Regions from separate parts of the Mus musculus genome. Here all the other regions are linked to region 3. A link is a contact called in public Hi-C and HiChIP or PLAC-seq data. All regions are on one chromosome and are shown on one strand. The core of a region is the stretch at or near the end of the contact, and the rest is flanking DNA. Distances in the headings are between cores, read along the strand shown. Region 1 overlaps Tbc1d14 (TBC1 domain family, member 14). Region 2 overlaps Tbc1d14 (TBC1 domain family, member 14). Region 3 has its middle 4.2 kb from the start of Gm33114.

Evidence for each region. Hi-C and Micro-C count contacts between places; a contact is called where the count stands out from the background. HiChIP or PLAC-seq counts read pairs in DNA pulled down with a chosen protein or histone mark.
Region 1: a contact with region 3 is called in a Hi-C map of bone marrow-derived macrophages, with 30 read pairs. The contact joins two enhancer-like sites. A contact is called at or near these places in 12 of 484 Hi-C or Micro-C datasets (the AML12 cell line, the Ba/F3 cell line, CD4 T cells and 7 more), 13 of 115 datasets of contacts at active chromatin or transcription factors (CD8 T cells, the HPC-7 cell line, bone marrow-derived dendritic cells and 10 more) and 5 of 9 other capture datasets (adipose tissue, embryonic stem cells, liver and 2 more).
Region 2: an H3K4me3 HiChIP or PLAC-seq map of bone marrow-derived macrophages shows a contact between it and region 3, with 2.9 times the contacts expected there. The contact joins two enhancer-like sites. A contact is called at or near these places in 1 of 15 datasets of contacts at CTCF or cohesin (CD8 T cells), 12 of 484 Hi-C or Micro-C datasets (the 63-12 cell line, B cells, DN3 thymocytes and 8 more), 8 of 115 datasets of contacts at active chromatin or transcription factors (the 230-238 cell line, bone marrow-derived macrophages, embryonic stem cells and 5 more) and 3 of 9 other capture datasets (adipose tissue, embryonic stem cells and liver).

Annotation. Positions count from the first base shown.
Region 1 is chr5:36,547,843-36,551,711 of GRCm38.p6, reverse strand. All of the region lies in intron 2 of Tbc1d14 (TBC1 domain family, member 14), which reads left to right. Among named protein-coding and RNA genes, the nearest start is that of Tbc1d14, 33 kb to the left of the region's middle. Within about 2 kb of position 2,286, at least 68 of the 459 cell types and tissues checked have an H3K27ac peak or open chromatin away from gene starts, as enhancers often do. A contact at or near this core is called in adipose tissue, bone marrow-derived dendritic cells, bone marrow-derived macrophages and 3 more, where this site is marked.
Region 2 is chr5:36,512,897-36,516,970 of GRCm38.p6, reverse strand. Tbc1d14 (TBC1 domain family, member 14) reads left to right here. Exons shown (of 14, transcript NM_133910.3): 8 at 2,852-2,932. Among named protein-coding and RNA genes, the nearest start is that of Gm32528, 2.5 kb to the right of the region's middle. Within about 2 kb of position 1,565, at least 16 of the 459 cell types and tissues checked have an H3K27ac peak or open chromatin away from gene starts, as enhancers often do. A contact at or near this core is called in adipose tissue and bone marrow-derived macrophages, where this site is marked.
Region 3 is chr5:36,723,859-36,727,889 of GRCm38.p6, reverse strand. No RefSeq gene overlaps it. Among named protein-coding and RNA genes, the nearest start is that of Gm33114, 4.2 kb to the left of the region's middle. Within about 2 kb of position 1,344, at least 96 of the 459 cell types and tissues checked have an H3K27ac peak or open chromatin away from gene starts, as enhancers often do. A contact at or near this core is called in adipose tissue, bone marrow-derived dendritic cells, bone marrow-derived macrophages and 3 more, where this site is marked.

The DNA.
Region 1 (3,869 bases), core at 1,037-3,536, 180 kb after region 3:
AGGGCAGGGGCCAGGTGCAGCTGTGCATGCATCTTGTTGTCAGTGAGCACTTCATATTGTTTTTGAAGCCATCTTTTGTTTTCAGTCTATCCCAAAAGTTAATGAGAACAGGAATACTTATACAATACTTATAAGGCCAGAGGCATTTAACAACAGAGTATATGCACGTTGGTTCTCAGTGCTTGCTAGAGTCTCTCCGGCTGCTGACATGCTCCAGGTTTCACATGACAGAGTGCTGGGACTGAATGTGGGGCAACGCTAATGATTCTTAGTCTCCAGAAACATTCATTTACCCCTAATTTTGTGTTCATAATTAATTTTTTTTCTTAAAGGATCTCCTGTCTAAGTTATCGAAGCTTAGAGAGTCCCTAAAAATCTGGGTCAGATCCTCCCTAAAAACAGGTGATGGAAATGCTGGTGTTAGCTATGTGATAAATGTGGGGGCAGTGCTGGGTGCTACAGGCCAACACACCCTACAGGCTGCCATGGCTTTGGCTCCCTGTGCTGCCAGTGTGCTCACATAGGACGCTTCAAGAGAAGCCAGAAACCTCTCACTGTGTGTGTGTGTGTGTGTGTGTGTGTATTTCTCTCTATGTATGTATGTGTGTGTGTGTATGTGTGTGTGTGTGAGAGAGAGAGAGAGAGAGATTTCTAAAAAAACAACCAGAGAGAGAGAGAGAAAGAGATTTCTAAAAAAAACCAACCAACCAACCAATATTCAACCAGTAGTTCACATTGAAGAACACTAAAAAGAAAACGGAGCTGTTTCCACTGTGCAGCTGTCTTGAAGTAGATAGGTGCCTAGCTGCTTGAGTTAGTGTGACTGGCTTCTTACCAGGAAGACCATCTCTCTCCTTACCCATTTGATTCTATAAGCAGGGATAGAGGAGTGATAGTGAGAAAGCTGCATTATCACCATCCTTTCCTCTGTCTTTTCTTAGAAGTTGAAGGAACAGGAGACTGGTTCCCTGTGCTGCAAAGCTCTTCTGATAGGAGTCAGCCATTCTCCACATGCACTGAGAGAAAACCCAGCCCAGTGGGCCATGTCCAGTGAGCAGGTGCCATTTATTGCCTCACTTGACTTGGGGAGGTCTGACTGCCAGGTGGGTGGTCTTGGGAATTTACCCAACACCTTGGAATCTTACCATTCGTAACCAGAAGCCACAGGTGATGTTTACAGTAACTTCTGTTGGGCAGGAGATCCATGCTAGAGGACCATGCAGAGAAGGTCAGTATATATCTGGACAGCTGTTTCATTCGGGAAGTGTTTGGACAGATGGAAGTGAATCTCGCTGTGTGAGTCAGGTTTCCTTGTGATACCGTGATGGGCATCTCTATCCTCTTGAAGCTGTGCTCCTCTTTCTTATTCCTGTGCAAGGCTCTGGCTCCTGTTGTCTTTGAATACTGCCTCCTCGGCCATTATGGAGGAATCCAGGCTGGTGGTGGAGCAGTGCTCGGTGCATACCTGGGAGGAGAACCTGTGGTTTAGGTCCAATCTTGGAAAGTCAAGGGGTGAAGGCTCAGTTAACATGAGAATCTGAACATCGTGGGCTGGCCCTGTGGTTTGCCCACACTGTGAGGTTCCCAGGGCAGATACTGCCTCCTGTGCTATGCCCCTCCAGCAGCTGAGCAGAGTGTCTGATACACATCTGTTGAGATGTGCTGCTGTCCAGATAGCTGCTGTAGATGGCCTCCACGGGGCCTGCAGTCACCTGGCAGCTGCCTTCCCAGCACGACTTTGTATTGGTGGCTGGATCTGGGTAGGTTGTTATCTCTTGAGCATTCTGATTTTAGTGGCTCTAGGAGGTAGAACTAGAGGTTAATAGATGAATCTTACCTACACACAAATAAGACAAAAACAAAACAAAACACACTGAGTGGGGATGGAGAGGGAAAGAAATGAAAACTGATTGATAGCTTACCAGGTCTCATGACCGCTGTCTTCCCCTTCTTCCCCTGTGTGGATGACAAACAAGAGAAAGGGTAGAGCTCGGGTACAGGTCCAGCTCTGGCTAACCCTCAGACGTCCTTGACATTCTTGGATCTGCCCCACTGAAAGCCTTGCCCTTGGCCCCTGTCGCCTCTGTCTAGGCTTCGGTATGAAGGCTGGGGTCCTTCTCCCTGCTACTTCTGTTTTTAGGTTTGGACACGAGCTCAGCCTCCTGGAAGTACAACATGAAAGCTGCCGAGGTGTTCTCCATCGAGCCCCCTCTCCAGGCTGCTCACACTGCTCATTAGGCAGGGCAAAGGATTATGCCTGAGTGAATGATTTGAGCCAAAGCTTATACGTCAGCAGCTGAGCAAACTTGTTTAGTTCCTCTTTGGTCTGTGGTGCCAGTGGAGTGTCACTGAGTAATTTCATTTTGCCTTTAACTTCTCCCTTGTTTAAGGTCACATCTCATGGACTCATTTATACTAAATGGGGTATGGGGTGTGTGTGTGTGTGTGTGTGTGTGTGTGTAGAGATGCAGTGAGGGAGTGAAGCAGTGTGTGTGGAGGAGAGATGTAGTGAGGGAGTGAAGCATTGTGTGTGTGTGTGTGTGTATAGAGATGCAGTGAGGGAGTGATAACAGTGTGTGTGGGGGAGAGATGCAGTGAGGGTGTGATGCAGTGTGTGTGTATGTGTGTGTATGTGTGTAGAGATGCAGTAAGGAGTGAAGCAGTGTGTGTGTGTGTAGAGAGATGCAGTGAGGGAGTGAAGCTGTGGGGGTGGGGGTGGGTGTATGTGTGTAGCGATGCAGTGAGGGAGTGAAGCAGTGTGTGTGTGTGTGTGTGTGTGTAGAGATGCAGTGAGGGTATGATGTAGTGTGTGTGTGGGAGAGGTGCAGTGAGGGTGTGATGCAGTGGGGGGAGATGCAATATTAGGGAGTGATGCTGTGGGGGAGAGATGCTATGGGGAAGAGATGTTGGGTAGAGATGCAGAAGTGTTTTGTTTTCTAGTGACAGAAATACCTGGCTGTGTAGTAGCTGTTTCTTGTTTATAAACCTCAAAACAGGTGATACATTTGCATGGTTCACAATTCAAAAAGTACAGTGGAGTTTGTGGTGGAAAGTTGCATATCCTATCTAGTAACTTGTTTCAGAGGAGTGGTTGTTAGCAGGGAGTCCACCCCTGGACAAGTAGAGGCCGACACCTGATCAAATGTCTTACTTAATACTGTTAGGACTCTGGCTTTTGCTGTGACATCAGATAATTCTCAGTCTCTAAGAAAATGTTCATTGTCCTTCTTAAAGCTGTATAAATATGTCTCAAACTTTTGACTTTCACTTTTTATGACATTTAAAAAATAACACTGTGTTTCAGTTCACTGCAGTGCCTTCCGTTTTTCAGGTATTTAGCAGGAACAGTGGGTGGTAGCTCCATTGTTGTACAGGGCTGGGCCCAAATCCTTTGACTGTAGGTAAGGAGAGTTTCTGTCTTAGATTTGGTGCTATTCTCAACACCTGGTTCTTAGTCTCCCTTGCCTTTTTTGCTGGTGTCTGCGTTTATCTACTTCCTGCTATACAGAGAACCCTAGGTGGCCTTCAGAGTAAGGTGCCAGCATTGGAGGAGGCAGTGCGCACTGGCCTATACCTTCATGCTGGAATCCTAGTAGACCCCTGGTAAATGTGCCAGGAACTGTCTTGTTTCCAATTCTAATGACACCTTGTGTGTTTCACACATTGTACCTATGAACTTTTTCCTGGTTTCCCAGAAACTGACACACTGCTATTTTGAACATTACTTTGTGTTGAGTGACTGTATCTTTTCCTGCTTCATTAATGATGTACTGAGATGAAAATAATGACTTTCCCAGCCACTGGATAAAACAGTTACAGCTCAGCTTTGCCTGTCCATGGTTGTTTAGGTCTCTCTTCCTGCTGTTGGC
Region 2 (4,074 bases), core at 316-2,815, 210 kb after region 3:
ACTGTGGGGGAGGTTCTGTGAGCTCAGACGTGGACACATTTATAGCCAGTCTCTCCTAACAGGTTCTTCACTTGTGAGGTAGAGCCCTAATGGGCACGTGCTGTTGGAATAGCATTCTCATACACTGTGTGAAGGCTCTCTTTGTATTCTTCTATGCTGATGTCTGTCCAGTAGCTGAGGACCGTCCAGATGTTGGTGGTGTTGTTCTTATGCACCATCACCTGCTGGGCTTTTTTCAGGAATGGAGGGTAGAACTTCCAGGCAGAGATAAGGACTCTGGGAGAAGAATTGAAGAGGCAGGAAGACTCACCAGTGGGATGCAGAGGAGGTCTGATGTGCCTGGAGGCACACCGAGGGTTCCAGAAAGTCCGGCAATAAGCAGGCCCTGTAGTAGTTTTGTGTGCTCCTCTGAGAGTGACAAAAATGTTTTGACCCAAGCCCTAATTTGGATTCTGAGCCTGACTTTTCCAGGAAGTCTTAATAGTCCCATTAGGTTAAGTTGCAGCGAATTCCCAATTGTTCAGCTTTTAAGAAGAAAAAGCTGGGGTTTCCCAAATCGAACATGTGCTTCTAAACCTGCCAGCCAGCCCACCTAGAGATTGAGTGGGCAAAGGTCCCAGAGCATGCTCTCGACCCCAGCCCTGGACACGTCTGTGTTTCTCTTTAGAGTACAACATACTAAAGTGTCATAACTGTGCTGCTTTGCCGTGGCATGTCAGCATAGGTTGCATGCATGTTAGAGCTGTCATAAAGCCAGAACAGGACCATTAGGACAAGTTACACTTAGTACAATTCGTGAAGGCAGCTGTGCTTGCCTCTACCCTGCAGAGTAAAGGATGAAAAAGATAACGTGGCAAGCACACAGAGAAAGGCAGTGATTGGCCAGCAGTCCTCAGTGTATGGGAGCTGGGAATCAGTTAAGCAAGAGGTATAGGGAGTAGAAGTGGCAGCGCTAAGACAAAGCCAGTGCATGGGACATGCGTGCTGTTGAGTGGTGAGCACGGCTTGCAGTGCTCCAGGGGCCCAGTCTGCCGGCCTGCGGAGGCTATTGGGAAGCTGAAGTTACCTGATTATCAGCAACTGCCTGAGGGGCAGGGCTGCTGAAAACAGGCTCTGAATATGGAAGAGATTGGAAAACTATGGTGACAGCAGGAATCTGACAGCAGGAATCGCCATTCTCTGAGAGCTCTGCCTGTTCAGAGCACCAGTTTCTATGCCCCTCCCTCAGCAGCAAGATGAGGAGTCCTGTGCCATCTGGGTAGCAAGCTGCCCGTGCCCTTGTTTGAAGGCAGTGTGCATCTTAGTCCCAGAAATCATAGGTCTGAAAGTTTAAAACTCTGAATATTGAAATCCTGGAAACTGAATTCCAAAAGCAATTCCCGAGGAGAAGAGGTAGAAACCCAAATTCTCTGGAAGGATTGCTCATGCAAAACAGCAGGGTCTAAAATGCCAGTTTTGTGGGTTGCTGGGTTTTTTTTTTTTTTTAGCATTGTCAGCAGTGGTGTTTCTCCAAGCTAATGACATTTAGAAGCTTTTAAGGAACTCAAGTGCATTTATCTGAAGAGGTCAGCAGTTACTAGTTGGGATACTTCTAGAAGCTGGCAACAGTGTTGCAGGCTGCTGGGTGGAACTGCTTCTGCAGCTTCTGCTTCTGCGGTTTGTCAGTGCAGGTGGAGTAGGTGCAGGAAGTACTGTCCTGGGGGCCATGCAGCAAGTGTCCCAGGGACAGTTACCACTGGGTATGGTGAGGCCTAGAAGCACTTGGCTGCTGGATGGGGCCTCTCAGAAGACAGTTATGCTAGGCTCCTGTCTGCAAGCAAAGCAAAGTGAGCTGTCCTTTTGGACATCTGCATCTGTGAACGTTCTTTAAAGTCTAGGCTCTTTGGATGACTGTATGCAGTGGTAACCCATCTCGGTTTTGATTAAAGATTTAGGTATCCTGGCCAGTGTTTAATATGGCCACAGTTAGGAAGCCCAGTACACAGTTATGAACCATAATGATAGCTATTCATATACTTTGCTTTTCAGCATTTTTCTGCGCACGTAGGTCATCTGCTTGTGACTTAGGTGTATAATGTCCTTCATCCACTGTGATGCTTACAGTAGCATTGATGCCTATTTTGTTACACAAAGCAACACATGAAGTATTCTATTGTTTTTATGTTTTTCAAATCTCCCTCTTAAGATGTAAGTAAATTTCTTTCTTTCTTTCTTTCTTTCTTTCTTTCTCTCTCTCTTTCTTTCTTTCTTTTAAGAATTGTATTTTCAGGATTTTAGACCTTAAGGATTTCAGATTAAAGCGTTTTGTTTTGTTTTGTTTTGTTTTGTTTTTGTTTTTTGAGATAGGGTTTCTCTGTATAGCCCTGGCTGTCCTGGAACTCACTTTGTAGACCAGGCTGGCCTCGAACTCAGAAATCCGCCTGCCTCTGCCTCCCAAGTGCTGAAAGCTTTTTTTTCTTTTAGATTATGACTCAAACTTGTTAGAAACCAGATAGACTCTGTCCACCCACCCTTTAGTCCATAGATGAGACCCTGACTGACTGTTCTCTTGAGCCCCCAGGCCATTAGTCTGGATCCTGAGGTAAGCAAGAGACTGGTCATCCGAGAGGCAGTGGGCCGGTCACAGAAGGTCAGAGCAGGATATGAATTAGGTGGCTGTGCAGCAGAGGAAGGCACCAAGCCCCTTGGCAGTGTGCGTGCCTTCCTGTGTAAATGGCTGTCTTTCAGGCTAAGCTGGGGGAATTGTCAGAAGAATGCCTTCCTCTGTTTAGAGAAAGGGATAGTTGTGTGTTCTCTGCTGGTGTCGAGGGACCATGTACAATGTAAGGCTTAACAGGAGCTTTTCTTTCAGAGCTCTTTGACATCTGTCTTGCTCGGGCCAAGGAGCGGTGGCGGTCCCTCAGCACTGGAGGCTCAGAAGTGGAGAATGAAGGTACAGCTCTTCCCTCAATGAGAGGCTACTCATGGCAGTACTCCTCACCGGCTAGTGTGGCCTGGGGCAAAGGGACTGTTAAAAAACAAAAATGGAAAGGAAATAGCTTTTAGAAGAAATCGAAGCCCACAGCTCCTCTTGAGAGGGTTTGCGTCTCCTGCTCACAGCCAGGTGCTTCTAATTCAAGTTGCCTGGTAGCCTGGTTCATTGAGTGTTGGCTTCCAGAGGCCTCGCAGTGATCCACTGACACAGAGCAGTACATCTGTGGCTAGGCAGTGGGACTTGTGCCATTTTGAATATTTGAACATAAGCTGTTCCTATTTTTATTTTACTTTATAAATTGACAACATCGTGTGTGTCTATCATGTACATATTTTGAAACATTTATAGCATGATAAAAATGTAAGTAAAGGCCTCTAAATATGTTTTTAAAAACTCAGGATTATATTTTCAGGACTTTATACTTTAGGGATTTCAATATTTAAGATGAAAGTATAAATGTAGGTAATCTATATTAGACAATACACATTACCTCACATAGATCGCTCTCTTGTTCTGTCTCACCACTTATTTTCCTCATTGTTGACGGTGGTGAGTAATATCAAATCAGATGCTAGGTCACCTTCTGTTCCTGATCTGTGTCCCCACCTGAACCCTTCCTTAGGGTTTGTTAATGGAAACGCGCTTTACCTCTGTTCCTGTGGCCTGTTTCAAGGATACAGTGTATAACTAGCTACAGCCATCATGTTGTGGGATTTCCTCCTATCTGAAAGTTTGTTACCTTTTAGCCAGTATCTCCCTGGTTCCTTCCTGCTTCATCCTCCCCTGCCTGTGGTAAACCTGTTCTGTTTTCTGCTACTTGGAGTTCAACTTTTTTAAACTTCGTGTACAAATGATGTCACACAGTCCTTATCTTTCGATTTGGCACAATGCCCCTCAGCCCATCTGCTGTCCATACCTGCTACCTTTGCGTATCTGTTTCCCTGCAGACAGACAGGTAGCTTGTTGAGTTTCTTGGCTACCATGCATAGTGCAGAAGTGAACACGGACACGCAGTGGTCCTTGTAGATACCACTCGTTTAGTTTAGTGTCCTTTAGTTGCATAGCCAGGAGTGGGATTGCTGGATCATGTATGTTTTGCT
Region 3 (4,031 bases), core at 95-2,594:
TCAGGCCAAACCGCCCACTGGCTGCACTTCCTCAGATGAGTCGCTTCAGCTCTCATCTCAGAAATCTCCTCCTAGTACAGGGATAGCAGCAGTGAGTGTCCCCTGGGTGTTTTCTAATGCTATACGTGAGGCCCTTTATACCTGAGGGAAGCAGGCAAGAAGAGGGAAGGCAATTCCTGCCTCACAGGGAGCTGGTGAGGACCACCCAGACAAGGGCATAGAAACACCCATCACAGGGCAGCCAGGGCCTGCACACTCCTGGGCTGCTGCTGGCTCCTGGGACCACTCCCCTGGGCACTGCTGGTTGTACCTGAAGGATGATGGAGACTTGAGGGTGACAGAGCTCTGGGTAGAAGGCAGAGCATAAGCAAATAGTTGGGGGAGCAGGTAAATGGCACCAGGAGAACTTGGGGCCCAGGCTCTCTGTGGACTCTGTGCTGACTCTAGATCGGGTATGTTCTACTTTCTCTTCATGGCTCTGAGGGGTGCTGGAGTGGAGTGGGGGTGATACAGGGCTGTGCTGGGAGGTCCTAAGGGGAAAGGCTATTGCATAGCAGGTAGTTTTAGTGTGAGTTCCTGAGCTCTTGGCTGGCATGGGGTTCAGGTTCACCTGCCAGCTGGATCCAAGGCAGAGGGCATGAGGGAGGAAGTTGGACTTCCTGTGTGAATATATAAAAGGCTCTTGTTCATCTGAGGAGCAACGAAGAAGTGAGTTATGATGTGAGATGCCTAGAATCCTAGTGCTTGAGGGGCAGAGGCAGGGGGATTGCAGCAAATTTGAGGCCAGCCTGGTCTGCATGCAGGCCAGTTAGGGCTACACAGTGAAACCTTGTCTCAAAAACAAACAAACAAACAAACAAACAAACAAACAACACACACACACACACACACACACACACACACACACACACACAAAACAAAAAAAGCAAACAACCAAAACAAACCAAACAAATGAACAAACAGTCCAAAAACCCAAAACCAAAACCAACCTACCAAACAAAAAAACCCAAAACCCCAAAACAAAAAAGAACCACCAAAGAAGGATAAACATGCAAAAGCTAAAACTATACCCCAATTATATTGTAGTCTTCCTGCAAGGCAAAGGTGCCCTGCCACCCTGCTGGTGCAGCCCACTGGGTGGGTCTGCCACATGAGCTGGTTAAAGTCCAGCTTTTCTGAAATTCACCTTCAGCACTTTCATTCCCCTCCTGACTGTTATGCTTTCTGTTTCTGATTGGTCACTGTGAAAACAAATCAATGACTGAAAATGAAGCAGAGATCGAGCCCTGGGGAAAAGGAAAATGAAAGTCCTCTGGGTTACCGCCCAGGGTGAAGTCTGCATTCGTCCAGTCAAGGGCGTACACCAGGGGCATGTGAGACGTGAACTGGAGCTGGCCCGACTTTAAGTTCTCCTCTATAGATAATTCCTTAGCTGACCTTTTTCCGGCCTCTGAAACTGATCACGTGAGGCCCACGCCAGCTACTGGAGGGACTGAGGATGGACAGAAAACACCACCATTGAGTGAAAACAAAACATTCAGGACAGTATGCAGTAAGTGCTCAATAAGTGCTATAGTGTGCAGTTGACACTCATTGGAAACAAGGATGAGAACCACGCGTTCGACAAGGACTTTATGTGTGTAAGCATCGGGTGGCTGGTCTGGGGAACTTTTACTCTACCAGAAGCCACTGAGAGAGGCCACGGGTCAGCGTACTGTTCCCATAGCAGGAGTGAATGAAAAGGCAGAGAAGACCCACCGAGTGGGACCTCGGGCAGCCATGGAAGGAAGCAGAGTGCAGGCACCTGCTACAAAGCCTGTTGGCCTTCCAAACAGGTTCAGTGAGAAAAGCCAGTCACCCGAAGCCGAACAGTGCACTGCGTGACTCCCACTGGAACCCAGCAGTTGCCAGGGATACAACAGACAGGAAGATGGGGAGTGGCCAGTGGTAGAGATGGAGTTGTAGTTAGGGTACGGGCTTAGTTACGGAGTGCTTGCCGGGCATGTGTGAGGCCCTGGGTCTCGTCCCCAGCACTTGAAAAGTATAAATAAACAGAGAAAGAGAGAGAGAGAGAGAGAGAGAGAGAGAGAGAGAGAGAGAGAGAGAGAGGAAGAAGAAGAAGGAGGAGGAGGAGGAGGAGGAGGAAGGAAGGAAGGAAGGAAGGAAGGAAGGAAGGAAGGAAGGAAGGAAGGAAGGAAGGAAGGAAGGAAGGGGGGTGAGGTCTTGGAGAGCAGGACATATAGAACTACACAGAGGTGACAGTTATGCAGTGCTTGCTGTAGGTGGATAAATGCCACAGAACTGACACTTTAAATAGCTAAATATCTGTGGTGTGAATTTTACCTCAATTTAAACAATGATAGCAAATGAGTTTCAATACATACCCCAGGCTAGTATAGAACTCACAGTGATCTTCCTACCCCCCTCTCTCTCCTTTTACAATTTATTTATTAAACTACTATGCTTTATGTTATGTTACGGAGTGTCTCTTTCTATTTATTTATTTATTTACTTACTTACTTATTTACTTTTTTATTAGATATTTTCTTTTTTTAAGATTTATTTATTATTATATCTAAGTATACTGTTGCTATCTTCAGACACACCAAAAGAGGGCGTCAGATCTCATTACAGGTGATTGTGAGCCACCATGTGGTTGCTGGGATTTGAACTCAGGACCTTCAGAAGATCAGTCAGTGTACTTAACCGCTGAGCCATCTCTCCAGCCCCGATATTTTCTTTATATACATTTCAAATGCTATCCCGAAAGTTCCCTATACCCTCCCTCTGCCCTACTCTCCTACCCACCCACTCCTGCTTCTTGGCTCTGGCATTCCCCTGTACTGGGGCATATAAAGTTCGTAATACCAAGAGGCTTCTCTTCCCAGTGATGGCCAACTAGGCCATCTTCTGCTACATATGCAGCTAGAGATTCGAGCTCTGGGGGTACTGGTTAGTTCATATTGTTGTTCCACTTATAGGGTTGCAGACCCCTTCAGCTCCTTGGGTGCTTTCTCTAGCTTCTCCATTGGGGGCCCTGTGTTCCATCTTATAGGTGACTGTGAGCATCCACTTCTGTATTTGCCAGGCACTGGCATAGCCTCATATGAGACAGCTATAACAGGGTCCCTTCAGCAAAATCTTTCTGGCATATGCAATAGTGTCTGGTTTTGGTGGCTGATTATGGGATGAATCCTGCCTCTACCTCTTGAGTACTGGGATTACACATGTGTACTTCCATGGCCAGCTAAATTTCAATGTATAAAAAGACTTGTCACAAAGGCAGGCTTCAATCTGTCAGCGTGTTCATCACGGTGCTCCAGCTCCCAGGCTGAGTCACCAAGTTAAAGATCACCAGGTCAAAGGTGCACGCACGGCCACTCATCTCAGCAGCTGCGTGGGCAGGGGCTGGTATTACACAGTTCAGAGTCGCTGCCAGAGTCCCAAGGGCAGAGGGTGGGTGGTTCTTTGGCCTCTGATTTCTACATCTGCCTCCCGCCTTCCTGGGCTATGGTTAATCCTGCCTGCACACCTCTAGAAACCAGGACTCAGCACAGCCTCCTCCTCCAGGCTCCAGAGTCCTGTGGACACAGCACAGAATGGCCTTGGGTGGCTACATAGCATCCAATGCTAACTCTGCCCTGTGAGCCTCTGTTTCCACAGCTAAAAGCACATGTAACAACCATAGGAAGGTGGAGAGGGCACAAAGGAACTCGGAGTCGTGGGGAGCTGGGCATGTTGGGAAAGGGTACCAGGGACTGATACTCTCACCTCCTTCTTCCTTGGCAGCTCTCGCATATCTTCAGAGGTCACCTGGATTAAGATATGTCTGAGGTCACTGTAGCTGTTCTTCTGGCTACTTTGTGGGTTCTTCTTTCTCCCACCCTTCTCCATCCCTTTACTTCTTCCCTTTCAATCCCCTAACATTACGTAGGAGAGAAAAAAAGGATAAGAGAAGAAAGAGTCCACAATATCATTAGAACACTTCCTGTTAACTAAGGGCATCAAGTTCCTTGGGGGCAAGTTTGATC